Linked DNA regions of Zea mays: region 1 is linked to region 2. A link is a contact called in public Hi-C data. All regions are on one chromosome and are shown on one strand. The core of a region is the stretch at or near the end of the contact, and the rest is flanking DNA. Distances in the headings are between cores, read along the strand shown.

What was found. A called contact is a pair of places that touch in the nucleus more often than the background predicts.
Region 1: a Hi-C map of leaf shows a contact between it and region 2, with 5 times the contacts expected there. The contact joins the promoter of LOC100191205 here to the promoter of LOC100283416 in region 2. A contact is called at or near these places in 3 of 25 Hi-C or Micro-C datasets (endosperm and leaf).

Annotation. Positions count from the first base shown.
Region 1 is chr7:133,183,105-133,185,817 of Zm-B73-REFERENCE-NAM-5.0, reverse strand. It overlaps LOC100191205 (MADS box interactor-like), which reads right to left and starts at 1,427. Exons shown (of 6, transcript NM_001136640.1): 1 at 1,040-1,427. The coding sequence starts at 1,318.
Region 2 is chr7:132,926,310-132,929,307 of Zm-B73-REFERENCE-NAM-5.0, reverse strand. LOC100283416 reads right to left here and starts at 1,674. Exons shown (of 2, transcript NM_001156317.1): 1 at 708-1,674. The coding sequence starts at 1,556. It overlaps LOC100283312 (carbonic anhydrase), which reads left to right and starts at 2,632. Exons shown (of 8, transcript NM_001412487.1): 1 at 2,632-2,972.

The DNA.
Region 1 (2,713 bases), core at 178-2,677, 260 kb before region 2:
GTTCAGCCCACGTTCCAGATAGGAAGCTAGAGATACATATTAGGGATACTCTGCAGTCTGCAGACATGACTTCGCCTAAACTAACAACATACTGTTTTTGCAACATCTTGAAAAGATTTATTTACAACAATCAGGAACGTTCAAATATCTGATTCTGTGCCACTATTTCCGGACCCGGCACTGACTACTCGCTCCATTTTAAATTGTAAGTTGTTCTGTTTTCTCTACAAACCTTACTATTGCGATTCGTCTAAACATATATTTATATCTAGATACATATCTATAAAAAACAACAGAAGACTTAGAATTTGAAACAAAGTGAGTGCTAATAACATCACAACTGAATGGTAAATCTGCATCAAACTGGCAGTAATGCAAGTACACATAATGTTTCCTTTTCTCCTAAAATAATCAAAGGTGGACAAGAGCTCCCAACAAGGCAGTGACGACTGACGACAGATACCTTTTTAGTCTCACCACGGCACAGAAACAGTGATTAGAAGTAATTTCGAACTACGCATACACCTCAGGTCCCCAGATATTTAGCAAGTCTTTAGTTTTAGAGTGCGTTTGGCAGATCTCCACAGCTCCGTTCCCAACAAGAATCACTTTTATAGAGTCAATCGGTAAAAATCTGTACTCATCTATGGTAGGACTCCATGGTAGAAGTGGAGTGAATCTATTCTTTATTTTGTACTAGAAAGTGAGAATCAAAAAACATGTTTCCCACCCTACTCAACCTACTCCCTCCACTCTGGAATCACTTTATATCTTATTTGTCAAACGGTTTTAGTCAATAGATTTACTTAGAGAATCAGCTTTTGAAGCTAGAGAATCATGGAGTAGAGCTAACGAGCCCTTAGATTTTAGTTAGATTTTAGTGGCCAAACTTAAATTGTAGCTAATTCAGTTGAATTACGCAATTTACCAATTCAGTTACGCCTGTTGGAACTTATACTTAGGAAATCCAAATCCTGGTTCCTGGGACCCTCAACATCCCCAGAAGAGCTCGTGAGGGATCAAGCCGCCTCCTGCTCACCTGCGTCGTCTCGTAATCGGAGTCACTCGCAACCGACGACGTCGCCATGCCATCTCCATCGACACCAACATCGTCCTTGCGGTCCTCGGCCTCCGGCGAGGCTGCTGCGGTCTCCTCCGAGAGAGAGATGGCGAGATCAGCGTCGGCATCGCGCAGCATCTCAACAGCCCGCTGGACCTGCTCCAACAACTCCTCCAGCGCCCGCTTCGGCACCCTCCTTACCTCCGGCGACAACCGGCGCGCCACAGCCGGCGAGGAGGAGGTTGGTGAGGGCTCCATCGCGGGGACCGGATCCTGTATCCGGCGACGATGGCTACGCCGGATTGGAGAGGGACACGGAATCCCGCGGCCTACACGGAGAGGATGATTGGTTTGTTTGGGTTATCGTGGCGTAATAATAGCGTTGGGTTGCTCACATAAGCAACTAAGTGGGCCCCGTGTCATGGGTCCTACCTGTCGGTTGAGGCTGATATTTGACACGGGCACACGGGACACGGCTTAAGGTTACGGTGTTGGTTGTGACGAAGTTTAGATGGGCCGTCGCCCAACTAAGCAACCAGACTGAGGGAGGCCGTTCTGGGTTTCTGAAGCAGGCTTCATGGGCCAACAGCGCCAAACTGCGAATAGTATGGAATCCAAAACAAACTCATACCAAACTAAGTGCAACATAAAGTTTAACGAACACAGTCGGCTAGCCTGGACATTCCATCATCCGCACAAACCGAACCAGCCCAAAATGTTGCATCTTTTCCACCCACGCGCTACGTTAAACCTGTGGCTGCTATGGTTGGATCTTGGATGTGTTTGAAACAGTTCCTCAACTTCGTTTCGCTCTAAACGCTCTAGTTTCACTAAATTTGAATTTACAAAGACAGTGGACCTGGAGGACCGATTCACCATTTTAGTGGAGCTTAGGGCTGCTACACTAGAGGCTCTTCTGTATGTTCTCATGATGTCTGGTAAAAAATAACCATCAATATCATTAAGGATAGTAATAGACTCTAAATTTTACACTATAAAATTTAAGGATCAGTTTGAGGTCGGGCTCTATATCTATTCATTTTTAAACTAAAATTAGTTAAAGTCTCAAATAAATTATGAAAAAATAGTTGGATCATGATCCATTACCATCTCTAACTATCATAAATTATATTTTTCATCGTATTGATTCATTTTGTTTCCTTTTTATCTTTCCCATTCTCAAATACAAGGAGGTTGCTGACCATCTCTTTTCCTCCCGACGGTGCCAATAGGAACCCCCTCCACCCTCGGTTCAGGGGAGTCGTCCATGGCCAGACCTATTAGATTTGATCCTCCTCAACCTCTCCCACCTCCTTCTTCATCCATGTCCATACGGAAAATGGTATCTAGTGTTGGGCTATCGTGATAACTTTGGGCTATGACCATTAGCCATCTTCACCTCTTCTTCCCAGCGTGTAAGTGCAATTAACCTTTTTGAGGTTTTTGTGATCAAATGACAAAACAAATAATGATTCTAATAAGTGTGCTTCAAGTGTGTACTCAATTATCACCAGACCCAAAGGAGTACAATAGACAATGATGAGTGAAAAATGAAGCATATAACATAGTGGAATCACACAACCCTTCAATGACGTTCTATTTGATTCTCGTGGTTCCAAGCAATCAAAAAATTATATTGTATATTTTTTGAGT
Region 2 (2,998 bases), core at 425-2,924:
TTAGTGACTAAATTTTAGTCCCTACAGATCCTATTTGGAAGACCTATTTTAGTCACCCCGTTTGACATTTTAGAGACTAAAAGTGGCTAAACTTTAGTCACTAAAGTTTAGGAGGTGGGAACCAAACACCCCCTAATACTACTTCCGTTCACAAATATATGACACCGTTGACTTTTTTCGAAAACTTTGATCACTCGTCTTATTCAAAATATTTATTAAAAATGTAAAATTTTAAGTCAAGCACAAACTACCTTAAGTGATAAAACAAATCTCATTATTTTTTTGAATAGAACGAGTGGTCAAAGTTTTTTTTAAAAATCAACGGTGTCATATATTGTGTCATATTTATGAACGGAGGGAGTATGTAGTATTGTAGTTCGGAAATTTAACTAGCTTGTTTAAACCAAATTCAGAACTACAAAGATAGCAACTTACAACATTGATACATTCAATTATTGCCAAGGATAAAGGGAATGCTAATCATACACTAGACGCTAGTGACCTGTGCCACTACAAGCAAACAGTTGTGAATGTATGAATAAATTGAGTGATGGATAAATTGAATAAACCGGTACACAATCTGCAACTCATTGACTGATTAAATCTATGCTGTTATGCATCACGATAGTCAGCCTCAGAGATTCATACAAAAGACAACATGTAAGCATTAACAAACAGGCCTATATTGATGCAGCAATGGCATTTACCATGTTGCGGAGCAGCAAAACTCGTGTTGGTTGCCCATCAAAGTTGACAGATCTCGGCTTCTTTTCTGGGGGCCTAGAACTGCTCTCGTCAACAATAACTCCTCCCCTCCTATCGGTCTTCTTGGCCACTAGTGGCGCGGTGATGCCCTGCTCTTGCTTGCCAAGCCCCTGACCTTCCTTCCATCCCATCTTGGCCATCATCCTCTGGGCAGCAGTCATCTGTCCGCCGGCACCCACACCCAACCCAGCAGAAGATGAGCTCCCAATGGCGAAGCCATCACCGTGAGGTGGGGACGATGGGGTTCTAGCAGCAGAACCGCTACCGCTCATCGCTGCCCTCCTCTTCCACGCCTCCTCGCCGGATATGTTGAGGGAGGAGGCCCTGGATTGGTAGTCCTTCTCCTCGCGCTCGCGGGCCTCCCTCTCCCGCTGCTCGCGTTCCCTCTCCCGATCTTGCTCCTCGCGGCGCCGCCTCTCAAGCTCCTTGTTCAGCTCAGCCTCCTTGGCGCGCCGGAGCTTGTCCTTCCGGTAGTCCTCGTAGTCGTTGGGCCTGGCAGGGTCGTACTCCTCCAGCACGGTGGACTGGACAGCGACGAACGCGGGCTGGAAGGAGGTGGCCGGGGCGGGTTCGGCGGCAACGACGGGGGGAGCGGGGATGTAGGTGGCTTTGGGCGGGCGCAGGTGCTGGTTCCGGAGAATAGATGGGGGTGGGGCGAAGGTGGTGGACGGCTTGCGGAGGGTGGGAGGCGCCATCTTGGTGGCGCTGGACCAAACGGAAGCCGTGGAGGCCTTGTCTTCATCGCCGGCCGACGACGGCGGCGGGAGGTCGCCGTACAGGCCGCCGAGCATCTTGCCCAATCTAGGGTTTGGCTGCTTGAGTGGGGGAGGGGATGCGATTCGGAGAAGTCGGCCCCGTTCGCTTCGATACACTTTGTTTATTCCAATTTCAGGTGGGTTAAAGTGTATTAGAATGTATTAGGATGAATTTTGTATTGCTATGTATTTAAACTGACTTAATATCACTCAGTCCACATGAATTAACGGTAAAATAAATAAACTTTACAATGTGATTGAAGTAAAGTATTTCAAAACTATAGTTTTAAAATACTACGGCTTTAAAATATCATGACACAATTGTAATATTTTTTATATTACTCTTAGTAATATGTGTTTGGCGACAGTATCTTAAACCATGACCCTTGGTTCTTTTTTATTTGTTACGGTTTAGTTCAAAAATGAAATAACAGACGACAAATATTCGAGAAAAAGTTAGGTTTATAGTGGAATTTTAAATATTTCAAAAATATTATGTAGAGTGTACTAGTACCGGATTGAAATTTCGAGGGATTGATTAAAATTCAGAAAAAAAGGGACCGGAAAGGAGATCTGATAGACAACAAATATCATGACATAATTGTAATATTTTTAAAATACACGCTTTAAAATATCATTACACAATTGTAATATTTTTTACATTACTTTTAGCAATATGTGTTTGACGACAGTATCTTAAACCATGACCCTTGGTTCTTTTTTATTTATTGTGGTTTAGTTTAAAAATGAAATAATAGACAACAAATTTTGAGAACGAAGTTAGTATTTAGTAAAAAAAAAGTTAGGTCTGTAGCGGAGTTTTAAATATTTCAAAAATATCATGTAGAGTGTACTAGTACCGGATTGAAATTTCGAGAGATTGATTAGAATTCAGAAAAAAGGACTGGAAAGGAGATCTGATAGACCACGTTTTTGGGTTTTCAAGGTTGCAATGCTGGATGTAGAGGTTGCCGCGGACGCGGACGTCTTTCTGCGCGTTTTTGTGTGGCCATGTTTTGGGGCTCGGTTGCGTGCCGGAATCGAAGAGTGTACTCCTGTACAGCTGAAGAAGATGGGCATGCCACTCATTGCCCGTGCCATATCTGGAGCAGTTGTCTTCCCTATAGAGCCAATCGCAAGCCTTGCTGCCATGGAAGTTGGGAGGGGAGCACGTGCCCAGGTGCCCGTCCAGGATCCACCACAACCGCCAGTGCCTTTTACAGGTCATGCCGCGGACGGCACTGCTTCGCCTTGCTGCAGCTTCGACGCGCGCGTCCTCGGCTCCCGCGGCGCGGCGGCTGTACTCGTCCTCACACTCACACGGACACGGCAGCGAGGAGCACGCGATCACTCGGGAGGATGAGCAGCTTCCACCGCCGCCCCACGGGCCGGACCCCGGCGTGCGGCGGCTGCCTCGTCGCCGTGGAGAGCATCGGTGAGCATGGATAGATAGTAAGCTTGCATTCGAGCACTTCTGC